Regions from separate parts of the Mus musculus genome. Here region 1 is linked to region 2. The links are chromatin contacts, called in public HiCAR-type maps. All regions are on one chromosome and are shown on one strand. Each heading gives the region's core, a stretch centred on a gene start, on an enhancer-like site or on the middle of the called end of the contact. The rest is flanking DNA. Distances are from core to core; before and after follow the strand shown.

Evidence for each region. HiCAR-type assays count read pairs that join an accessible place to other places.
Region 1: a contact with region 2 is called in a HiCAR-type map of astrocytes, with 5 times the contacts expected there. The contact joins the promoter of Caprin2 here to the promoter of Ppfibp1 in region 2. A contact is called at or near these places in 2 of 39 promoter capture datasets (cranial neural crest and pre-B cells) and 1 of 115 datasets of contacts at active chromatin or transcription factors (astrocytes).

What each region holds. Positions count from the first base shown.
Region 1 is chr6:148,892,287-148,898,406 of GRCm38.p6, forward strand. It overlaps Caprin2 (caprin family member 2), which reads right to left and starts at 3,951. Exons shown (of 19, transcript NM_181541.4): 1 at 3,732-3,951; 2 at 2,651-2,870. The coding sequence starts at 2,827.
Region 2 is chr6:146,884,091-146,890,562 of GRCm38.p6, forward strand. Ppfibp1 (PTPRF interacting protein, binding protein 1 (liprin beta 1)) reads left to right here and starts at 4,404. Exons shown (of 31, transcript NM_001355728.1): 1 at 4,404-4,593.

The sequences.
Region 1 (6,120 bases), core at 2,701-5,200, 2.0 Mb after region 2:
TGTGTATGTGTATGTGTATGTGTATGTGTATGTGTATGTGTATGTGTATGTGTATGTGTATGTGTATGTGAATGTGTATGTGTATGTGTATGTGTATGTGTATGTGTATGTGTATGTGTATGTGTATGTGTATGTGTGGAGGTCAGAGGACTTTTGGGAGTTAATGATCTCCTTCCACTGCAGAATCCTGGGACTGAACTCAGGTCATCAGGTTTGTATAGGAAGCAGCTTTACCAATGACCATAAAGTCATTTCAACAGCCTGAATTTTTCCTCTTTTTATATTAAATCTTCTTAAGTAGGGTTTTAAGTCAATCATATGCCCCAAACTAGAGGTACTCAATCAAGGTAATTTATTCCCAGAAATAGTTGAAGTTATCACAAATTGCAGAGTCTAGGGGAGGTAGACAGTGCTTGTAGTATTTTTTAGGCAGACACCAAGGTTGTTGATAAACATCCCACAATACTCAGGACAGCCAGAAATGATCTAGCACAGTGGTTCTCAACCTGTGAGTCCTGACCCCTTTGAGGTCACTTATCAGATATCCTTTATCTTAGATATTTACATTATGATTCATAACAGTAGCAAAATTAGTTATTAAGTAGCAATAAAATAATTTTAGGATGGAAGGGTCACTACAACATGAGGAAATTTTTTTTTTGTTTTGTTTTGTTTTTTGAGACAGGGTTTCTCTGTGCAGTCCTGGCTGTCCTGGAACTCACTTTGTAGACCAGGCTGGCCTTGAACTTAGAAATCCACCTGCCTCTGCCTCCCGAGTGCTGGGATTAAAGGCATGCACCACCACGCCCGGCTTGAGGAACTCTATTAAAGGGCCTCAGCATTAGGAAGGTTGAGAACAACTATCTAGCACAAAACATCAGAGGCATCATAGCTGGCTAGCTTATCTACATTAGCTCATGCTTGCATATACTATTATTACCTGTTGAACTGTGTGGCATATTCATAACAGTTAACTTTAGAACAGTAGTGCCAAAATGTAAAGCTATCTTTCATACAAAATTTTCTAGTTAAGAAAATATACAAGCCGGGCATGGTGGCGCATGCCTTTAATCCCAGCACTCGGGAGGCAGAGGCAGGCGGATTTCTGAGTTCCAGGCCAGCCTGGTCTACAGAGTGAGTTCCAGGACAGCCAGAGCTATACAGAGAAACCCTGTCTCAAAAAGCCAAAAAAAAAAAAAAAAAAAAAAGAAAGAAAAAAAAAAGAAAATATATAAAATGGGCTAGGGAGACTCAGCAGTTAAGAGTGCTGACTGCTGTTTCAGAGGACCCCAGGTTCAATTCCCAGCACCCATATGGCAGCTCACAATTGTCTGAAACTCCTGGATCTGACACCATCACAGACATATATGCAAACACCAATGCACATAAAATAAAAACATAAATTTAAAAATAAAACTCATAAAAATAAAATTCATCTATTAGCCACAAATTCATGACATAAACCACTATACTATACCACAAGCATTTTGCAGATTCTTCCTATACTGGTTTTCAGTCTTAAAATGCTTTCCTAGAAGGTGAAAACAAAGGCACTGGTCTAGCATACAGGCATTCAGAATTAAAGAGGTGGTACTAGGCTGGATAATACAGGAATACACATATTTCTGCTCTGAGGAAAAACATCAATGAATTTCCACTAATAGACCTTGCACTGACTAGTTCTCAGAGCTAAGGAACTTGTGCTGACCCAGGAACAACTTAGTAATCAAATGCCAAAGATGTATGGAAAAAGATAAACAGAAACAACTACCAGCCAGGGCTTCAGCACTAATTTCCAAAGCAAGGGAAGTACATATACCTCTCCACTATAAAATCAAAAACAAAAAACCTACCTGCCAGGCGGTGGTGGCTTGCCTCTTTATTCCCAGCACTCAGGAGGCATAGACAGATCTCTATGAGTTTGAGACCAGCCTGGTCTAGAGAGAAACCCTGACTCAAAAAACAAAAACAAAACAACCTTCCTAAGGTTTTACTAGGTTTTCAGCACAATATAGATCCAGATACTTATTCAGCTTTATCTGTCAAATGCAGATGAGAATCTCGACCCAACAATGCATCCCAAAGAACTGGGATGACTGGATCACAGGCTAAATGACTCAGGAAGTAAGAAATTATCTAATCTTTACCATACAACTAACTGTGATGTTAGGCTAGTAAGAATCCAAGTCTCTTTACAAAGCTGTCTACAATACTTTCACCAATCTTAAACTGGTATCTAGCAGTGGGGAAAAATAATAAATGCTGAAACACTTTCTGGCTCATGGTAAAATGCTTCCAGAGACTGCAGCAGCCATACTGCTGTATCACTTGCTACAGTCACAAGGAAAACGAACTAAACTATCAAGCTATTCCTTATCTAAGCTACAATAATATAACTCAAGAAATGCATCAGACCTATAATAGCCAACTCTTCAAATATTTCAAAAGCAATGTGTGAAGAATAGTTATTCAGCTGTGTCGGCAAACAGAGCAAACATTTAGCCTGGATGCTTAATTGTTCCCAGGCAACTAAGTCTCAAGGTCGATTAAACTTGCAAGAAGATCTATGTTCTCTGATATAAAGAATGTCGAATCCTTAACCTGGCTTATGGTAATGCACACTCAGGGATGGGAGGGGTAGAAAGGTTACCTTCTTCTTCTCGATGTTCCTAATTTTGTGTTTAAGGCATATAAGTCCATTATCAATATAGGTTTCATATGCCTGGGAAGGAGATGCAGCAGAACTGAGAGTAGACTGCAGGGGGCTCAGAGCCCGCTGGTTTTCCCCTTGCTGATCCTGGTTCACTTGGGACTTGGCTGACTTCATACTTCCCACTTTTCCCTCCTCTGAATGGCCGGCCTGAAGGTGACTGGTAACCGAAAAGGGATGGAGAGAGTTGCACCACTGAAACAGATGAGGCTAAAGGATGGGGGCAGGAGGAGTTAAGTACCAATGTAAACTAAAGGTGCACAACGAGGAGCTTCTTTAAAATGAAATGAAGTCAAAACATAACGTTGATTCAGACAGCGTACTTCCACTCCCCTACTAAGGTTAATTGACACAAGCAATAGCCAATAAAGACAGTCTATACGTAGGCAAAATTTACACTATAGGAATGTTTCCAGAAGTTCTATTCCCCACATGGAGAACTGCTAAGCAAGCGGAAGGCTTCTGATCTCATTCTGAATAATTTCTATGGTCGGGGGCGGAGGGTGAGGGTTGCAGCCACAACTTCAAGCTATCTCAAAGTCTACGTGAACCAAGTTTCTTGTACTAAATGACAACACTCTTTGACTGTCCAGGACCTAACCAAGTGCATCCCCCTGGACACTGCTGCCAAGTCTCACAAACTGTACGCCGAGGTGGCTTCCAGTTGTGTTTACAGTAACTCACAATCACTCACTCCTATACTGGCAAGCCTTCCGCTACCCGCACCAAGGAACCGGGAAACCAAGGAGTCGGACACTTCAACTCTATTCAGAAATCCTGCCCGTAAGGAGCAAGACCAGAGCTAGACAGCCCCTGGACACCATTGCTCGTTCAAGTGCCCCAAGGGCCCGAGTAGAGGAGCCCCAGTCAGGGTCACAGTCTAAGGGCCCACGCAGCCCACCAGACGCAGAGCGCTCTGCAAAGCCGCTGAGAAGCCCGACCCCAGAATGCTGGGGCACCACGCTTCTCCACCCCGCCGCGGCCGCGCAGACCCACCCACCCCGCCGCCGTCCTGCTTCACCTCCCCGGCTGCCTCCGAAAGCGCGCGGGAGTCCTGCGCGCTGCAAAGTGGGCGAACTCCACCCCGCACTCCCTTCTCCCCCCGCGTCCCTTCCTCCCGCCTCAGCTTAGCCTGCGGCCACCGCCGACAGTGCACCCAGCCAACTCCGCTGCTCGCGCCCAAGCTGTCCCCCTCAAGGCGCGCGCAACTTATGTAGGCCGCGCACGGCGCGACCACGCCCAAATCCCGCCTATTTCCGGTCCTCTGCCCCGCCCTCTAGCACGCGAGCTCCCCTCGGAGGCTTCGCCTTCCGGTGTCCCCTCCCACTCCCCTCTCGTGCGCTAGACCACCACAGTCCGCCCTTTTCCGGTACCCGGGACCTGCGAGGGACAGGTCCTTTCCGGTGCCCCTCTCTGCAAGCCTGCGCTTGGCGCGTACCTTCCCTGCGCTTCTCTGTTGCGCCTGAGGCTGGTGTGAGATACTGCACCTGGTAGCATGGATGGGCCCGCTTGTTTCAGCCAGCACTGGTGCAGATGATTTCAATTCTTGGAAAAGAGGCAGCAAGTCCTGCGCAGAATGACCAGATAAGCCAGCCTTCAGGCTCTAATGGTTTAAATGGGCACTTCTAAAATACAAGAGCACCCTTGCCCCACAGATGATTTTTCATTGTAGAATGAGTCAGAGGACTCAGCCTGTAAGAGCAGCAGAGTAGATGACTGCAGCCTTTGTAGTAGGAGGGTATGCGCCAAGGCTATGTGTCGCTATGAAGCAATTCATTTCATTGGCACTAAAAGAGTTGTTAAAATTATTTGTTGGGCCGGGCAGTGGTGGCGCACGCCTTTAATCCCAGCACTCGGGAGGCAGAGGCAGGCAGATTTCTGAGTTCGAGGCCAGCCTGGTCTACAGCGTGAGTTCCAGGACAGCCAGGGCTACACAGAGAAACCCTGTCTCGAAAAAAAGAAAAAAAAAACAACAACAAAAAAAAGTTATTTGTTGGGTTGCATAAAGTTAACAGAAAACAGGAAGAATGTCAGCTTCTGAAGGACTGGTGGTAGTTCCTGTATCAAATGAGGTTTTAGGGGTAGATTACTCCCTAATACCAGGGAGGCAGGAACAGACCTAAACAAAAAACACTACCTCATAAACTAAATAAAATAATAAAGTTAATAAATTAAAACTTGTGCCCAAGTATTTTACCAAATAGAATTGGTTTTAAGTCCTATCCTTGAGGCAAGGGTAATTATTTAGAACAGGGCAGTCAAAAGCATAATCAAGTAAATAAATGGAAAGTCTGGACAAGACCACCCAAAAATCACCTTGGCTTTGGCACTTCTTGTTACCTATTACATGTTTACCTGCATGTATGTTTATGTACATGGTTGCCTGGTTCCTGCTGTAGGTCAGAAAAGGGTGTTGGATACCCTGGAACTGGAGTTATAAACAGTTGTGAACCACCACGTGGGTGCAGGGAATTGAGCCCAGGGAGGGCCTGTGGAAGAGCAGCCAGTGCTCTTAACCACTGAGTCATCTCTCCTCCCTGTCCTATTATGTTCTTTAATGTTGTATTTTAGCTTTGAATCTCTGAACTATACCTGCAACTTGAATATTAGACAAACACTATGTTGTCTGTTTTCCTCATTTATAACTAGAGAAAGAACAGGCTGCTGAACTGACCAATAGACTTACCTTTTGCCACACAGAGTGGCCATGAAGCCTGTGATGAGCACACCTTCAGATAACTGAACTGACACATTTATATTTGCATATGCCTTTGTTGGCCTATGCTAATAATGAACCCAAAAATAATATTTCCAACCAGGGGTTGTGGCACATACCTTTACAGGCACACAACTCCCAGCACTCAAGAGGCCGAGGCAGGAAGATTATAAGTCTGAGGATAGCCTGAATCTCCAGATTTACCATAACTATCATTTGGGCCATTAGATTGAGATATAATCCTAACTACTCAATGGGAGAATTGCTAATAAATCTGTTAATTTATTTAATAACATGGGACATAGGCTGAATCAAGAGAAAATACAAAAGCACAAATAATTAAATTTCAGTTGCAATAAGGGTATAGTTTGTATAAGCTTGTAATAACACTAGTAAGAGAATACCCCCACAATAATGTTGCAGCAGTGTTTTCTGAAAATTAAAAAAGGAGAATGACATACACACACAAAAAAGGAGAATGAATTGGGAAAAACTCTCAACTTTTCATGCCAGCTCTTCAGCAGCCGAGGCAGGAGGATCACGAGATCTAGACCAGCTTGTACCACTTAGGTACAAAACAACAAACAGAAGAGAGGGGCTCACGGGAGTGAGGGTGGGGTACAGTGGTAGATTGCCTGCCTAGCATGTATGAGGCCTAGGATTCCATCGTCAGCACAACAGAATTGTAAATATG
Region 2 (6,472 bases), core at 3,154-5,653:
CTCTCACAGATGGTTCAGGATTACAAGGCAGAGGCTTTTGAAGAGGAAAATGTGAAACCAGGTTCTGGCATACTGGGACAAAGATCCTCACCGTGGTCACTTTCCTGGCTTGTGTGTGCCTCTTCCTATGGGAAATACTGAAGAAGGGGCTTCCAATGACATTTAGGGTTCCTGTAGGGCCTCACTTTCCCCATTCCCAGCTTTCACTGAAGTCTCTCCCATTCCCCACCCCAACATGATGATAGCACCTGGCAGAGTTCCCTGAGACTCAGTACTAGAGTAACTGGGCAGACAATAGTCATGTGACCTACAGACCGATTGTGGACACAGGAACATTCCCATAAGCCACAGATGACCTGGGATAGAGGTTGGTGCTGGGTTTGACCCTTATCATCTTATTTTCTTCTGTAACGGTGTCCTGATTGGAGTTTCCCAACATACACAAAGGTCAGTGCCTTCAATGTTAAGTAGCAGACTTCCCTCTATTTTATTTTTATTTTATATGGATAGGGGTTTTGCATGCATGTCTGTGCACCATGTGTGTGTAGTGCCTGCAGAGGCTAGAAGAGCATGTTGGACCCGCTCAGACTGGAGTTACAGAAGGTTGTGAGCCCCTGTGTGGTTTAGAGAATTGAACCCTGGTTCTCTGGGTTGAGCCACTGAGTTGAGCCCTTTCTCCAGCCCCTGAGGCTATCTTATAAACATTCAGTATCACAATAAAATCCAAATGTAGAACAGGTAAGAGCTGGGACCATGGTAGAAAGGAGGGAGTCAGAGGCTGAAATGGCCCCCACCGGCCCTGCTCAGTGTGACTCCTGGTTTGATCTGCTCCAGATTGGGTCTTTTTCAGCTTTCCTTTTGAGTCTCTTGTTCCTTACACTTCGGTGGCAGCTGTTATCATTCCAGCTGTAGAGGGAACAGGAGGCAACTTCCTGTTATTCTATCCTGCCATCTCTATGGGGGTGGACGTTCCCTCCCCCTCCTGTGGCTGGCTGTGGTTTTGGAAGAACTGGAGTCTGGAGGCAGCCATCCTGTGACTAGGGCTTTAGGAGCGGCTGGAATCTTCCAGCCACCCTGTGAGGGCACCTGGGAGCAAAGCAGAAAGCAGGCACTGACTGAGGGAAGAGGAGGCTGGAGTAGTAGAGAGAAGTCAAAGGATGAGTTCTAGGTTGAATGAGAGACTGGCAGGAGGAGGGGGAGGGGGGAGGGGAAGGGGAAGGGGAGGGGAAGGGAAAGGCCTGCTGCTGAAAGGAACAGGGGCAGAGGGACATTGAGAGAAAGCCATGGGGAGGTGGTTGATGTTTTTGGCTGGAAATAATTCAGGAGTAGACTTCGTATGCAGAAGTGACAGGCCCCATTTTCTCCAGCCCTCTGTAGTTGTTACATTTGCTAAAGTCTCTCTTTGCATTTGGCACAAGGAATACACAGAGGCTCTTCAAAAAGTTTTAAACTTGATGCTGATGTGTGGTACAGACCTGTAACCCTAGCATTCTGGAGGCTGAGGCATTGGCTACATGTCCAGCCTGGGCTGCATCGTGGGTTCCAGGCCAGCCTGGACTACATAGTGAGACTGTCTCAAATATCAAATTTGCTGGGTATGGTGATGTATGCCTTTAATCCCAGCATTCCGGAGGCAGAGGCTTATGCACCTCTGTAGGTTCCAGGCCAGTGTGTTCCAAGACATCCAGGCTACATAGTGAGACCCTGTCTCAAAACAAACAAAACCCCCGCTCCTTTCACAAACTATAAAATGTTAAGAGAAAGGCAGGCAGGAAATACCTTGCTTTTTGTTTTGTTTTGGTTGTTTTTTGAGACAGGGTTTCTCTGTAGAGCCCTAGGTGCCCTGGGACTTGCTCTGTAGATTAAGCTGGCCTCAAACTCAGAGATCCTCTTGCCTCTGCCTCTCAAGTGCTGGAATCAAAGGCATGTATCACCATTGCCACTGGCAGGAAATATCTTTAACGAGGTAAAACTCAGCCTTTACACACCTGTAAAATACCTCCCACGGTAACCTTGGTAGGCATTGTGGGCCCCACTTAGAGTGGAAGTAGCTGAAGTTTCAAGTAGATAATTTGAGTGTTACACAGCATGTGGCAGAGCTCTGTAGAGGTCCACTCCCAGACCTCCCCACCCTGCCCTGTGATTTCACTGTGGCACACAGCAGGTCCTGACAGGTCAAAGCTTTAATTGGACCTTGACAGAAGAGTAGGCAATCTACTTATACCTTTGGTGAAAGTGACAAAAGATGGCACCCAAGCAGTGTCTGTGAGTCTCTCTACTAGAGGGATGGACAGAAGAGGGAGATGGGTGGGGGTGGGGATAAAATAGAAGCCTGACCAGGGCTAGTTTTAGGAGACCAGCTGAGAATTTCAGGGCAAGATGTTGATGACAAAAACAAACACTTCAGAAGCTCATTTGGTTTGGTGTAGACAATCACCGCTGGGGAATTCAAGGGAAGGCTTCAGAATAGAGTCAGTCAGACAGTTACCATGGTGACAATATAAAGTCAGTGCGAGCACAGGGGGCAAGTCTAGTTTATCTGTGTAGCTTTAGAGTTTCTGAAACTGTGTGGAGTATGAATAATCAATACTATTTTTTTTTTAAATGTGAGTCTCTTGCCCAGAGGTACCCCTGGGGGACAGAAGAGAGCGTCAGATCCTCTGGATCCGGCTTTATAGTCAGCTGGGACCTTGCTGAGGCTTTGACTCCTTATGTTAAAATCAGTTTACTTCCCATGGACAGGTGGGCTGGGAAGAGCATATGGGACACAATGAGGGACATTGTGAATCCATTGTGGTAGAATGGCGAATGTGCGACGTCATTAATCAAAGAACACACAATAAAGCCAGCTGAAAAGTCACATGTCACACACCTTAATCCCAGCATCTGGGATTAGTGGAAGAAGGTTCCTGAGTTCAAGGCTGGCCTATGTTACATAGTGAGTTCAAGGATAGCTTCAGCTACTTAAGAATCTGTCTCAAGAAAACTAAAATCAAACCCCCCAGTCAACACATACACAAACACACCACCTTCCGTTCCCCAGGGTGGTGGCAGCGGCGGCGGTGGGGGCTGGGGAGGCTCATAGCCAACAAAAAGCTAACAGAAACTAATCATATTCTGTATCCATAAAGCTGCTTTTCATTATTCAGTTCAGTTCTGGGTCTGACAGGGGAAACTGAAAGAAGGGCTCCTGAGAATCTCCCTGACTTTGCAGCCAAGAGGATTACACAGCTGATATCCACCAGAGGGTAAATAGTAGTTAATTCTTAATTGTTAGCTCAGTCACTGCAATTGGTTCAACAGTAATTATTATCATGTGGTTTGAACTCAGTTGTGAGGGTTCTCCCTTTTCAGTTGTGCATCAAAACAGAAGCCTTATGGGACTTAAAAAGTTCAGCATAGGGCCTGAAGAGATGGCCAAACAGTTAACCTCTTCTGCTCTTTTTGCAGAAACACTTGAGTTCAGCCCACAGCCCCTATCTCACAACTGGGAGAATTCAATGCTTCTAGCCTCCATGGGTACACACACATACTACACATAATTAAACAAAATAACAAAAATAGCTGGGTGTGGTGGTACACATCTTTGATTTGAATAGTTTGAGGCGGAGGCAGGCAGATAGCTGTTCAAGACCAGTCTGGTCCACACACAGTTTCACGACAGGACAAACAACAACAACAAACTCCAACAAAAATAATAATAAAAAATCTTTAAAAAGCAGGTTATTGCTGAGTGTGGGCCTGTAACCTCAGCTATTAGGAAGGCTAAGGTAAAAAGATAACAATTTGAAGACCAGCCTTGATATGTGTCACAGCGGGGGGGGGGAGAGGGGGGGAAAACCTCGAAAAAATATAAATAGTAAAACATTTACCCCCTCCCTCTGGAGAGTTCATTTTATTTCTCTGGAAGCTTGCGTGTCTTTTTATTTTTATTTTTGTCTCGTTACTAAATGCAAAAGCAGCCACGTGGTTGAGCGCCGCTAGATGACCACGCGGAACTAGGGTGGCCACCTCTGGGATCCTCGTCCGCTCAGTCTCTGTAAGTCCTCAGTTTCCCCTCCGGGGCCTTTTACTTTATCCGCGGGGCTCCCCGCCCGCCACGTCCGCTCGGTCCGCGACACAGAGGCGTTCTTTCGGGATGAGCGTCGCTTCTGACCCGGGAAGAGCTGCGAGCGACCGCCCGGCTCAGCGCAGCCCTTTATCCGCGCCCTACGGACCGCAGCGGACCGGGCGCGCTCCCCACCGACGCCCACTCCCAGCTCCGCTGGGCTCGGCCAGGAATGTGGGAGACCAGGCGCCGCCTCGGAGTGACCGCGCGCCCGGCCAATCAGCGGGCCGCAAGCGCGAGGCCCCGCCCCCTCCGCCCCTGGGGCTGGTTCCCGCCGGGGGAGGGGCGGGGCGGTGGGACGAGGAGGACCGAGGGGAGGCGGCACCTGGGCGGCGGTGATGTCAGCCGGGCGCTGTGCTCCGGCCCCGGCTCCTGTCGCCGTGTAGGGCGCGGGGGCGGCCGCGTCGAGAGTGGCGATCTGGCAGCCGGGCGGGTCCCGGGAGGCGGAACTGCAACTTGTGGAGCTCGGCGGCCCTCCGCCTCAGGTAAGCCAGCCGCGGGCGGTTCCTTCTGCGACCCGCGCCCGCGTTCTCGGGGATCTCTAGTGAGTGGGGGGCAGCAGCTTCGGGGTGACAGGAAGGGCTCGTCTGGGTCCTCGGTTCCCTCACCCGGACTCCCCACAGCACAGAACTCCAGTCAGGGAAGTGTGCTCGGACTCCCCCAGAGACTCCAGTCAGGGAAGTGTGCTCCCAGCTCACACCCAGACTCCCCTCCACAGACTCCAGTCAGGGAAGTGTGCTCCCAGCTCACACCCGGTCTCTCCTTCACACCACAGTCTCCAGTCAGGGAGATGTGCTCCCAGTTCACACCCGGTCTACCCCCCCCAGCACCCCCCCCCCCAGACTCCAGTTAGGGAAGTGTGTTCCCAGCTCACATCCAGACTTCCCTCCACAGCCTGCAGCCAGGGAAGTGTGCTCCCAGCTCACACCCGGACTCCCCGACCCCTTACACACCCACAGTCTCCAGCCAGGGTAGTATAAGCCCATCTCATACTCGTCCCCTCACCATACCATAGACTCTGAATCACAGAACTCCAATCAGTGAAGTGTGCTGGGACCCCACGCCTCAGAATCCCCACCACACCACAGCCTCCAGTCAGAGAAGTGTGCTTCCAGCTCACTCCTGGACTCCCCACCACACCACAGACTCCAGTCAGGGAAATGTGCTGGGACCCGAACACCCCAGAATCCTAGTACCATGGAACTCTAGTCAGGGACATGCGCACAGTTTTACACAGTGGGTATCTCACCACGCCACAGACTCATTCAGGACAGTGTGAGCCCATTTCACACTTGTCCTCCCACCACACCATAGACTCTGATACCACAGAACTCCAATTACAGAAGTGTTCTGGGACCCTACACCCCAGAGTCTCCACCACACCACAGACTTCAGTTAGGGAATTTTCGTGGGACCCCACACCCCGGAACTACTCCAATAATACCATACGCTCCATTCAGGGAACTGCAATGGGACCCAGACTCCCTGTAATATACCCCAGATTCCAGTCAGGGGACTGTGGTGGAACCCCAGAATCCCTATATAATACTGCAGAGCCACGCCACACATTTGGAAAGTGTGCTCAGACCCTGAATCTCGGTTTCCTCATATTACAAGAGAATGCCCATCAGGGACATATGCTTGAGCCCAGTCTCCTACACTACTACAGAACCAGCAGGGAAGTATATGTGCAGGTGGGAATATTTAAAAGTGTCACAAATATGTGAATCATCTTCCCAGAAAGTAAAGAGAAAATAGTTTTATGTTTTCTCAGTTTCCTTACATCCTACCATATATTGCTTAAGTAAAAGAACATCAGTGTTATCCTTGCATATCAATGTAAAATATTTTTTATGTAGTCCAGTTAGGATGTGAGAAATTCACTTGTATATATTCGTAGCTGTGGGAAAACTGGTTTCTTGGGGGCACAATTCTATAACTCTGTTGGTGTTTATACACCAGAGCAGTTAGGAAAGCGGCTGACAATCTAGATCTTGCCTGGGGCTTCTTGAGAAAAAGTTGAATGAAGGCTGTTAGTTGTGTTTTCAGGGTTCACTTTTAGAGAAAGGAGTTTAAGTTTTATTTTATTACTTTTTATTTTTAAAACAGGATTTCACTATGTAGCTCTGGCTGTTCTGAGCCACTGTGCAGACCGCTCAGGCCTCAAACTCACTGAAGTCTGCCTGTCTCTGCTTCCTAACTCTTAGGGTTAAGCCTGTGCCAGCATTACTGGTTGGGAAAGGAGTTTTAACAGGGGAATGCTGGGAAGCATGGTATACAAACTCTTAATAATGAGAATATGATTTTTTTCCGATGTGGGACCAAAACAGACCCTTGCTTTCAGTAAGAATTGACAGCAGTGTG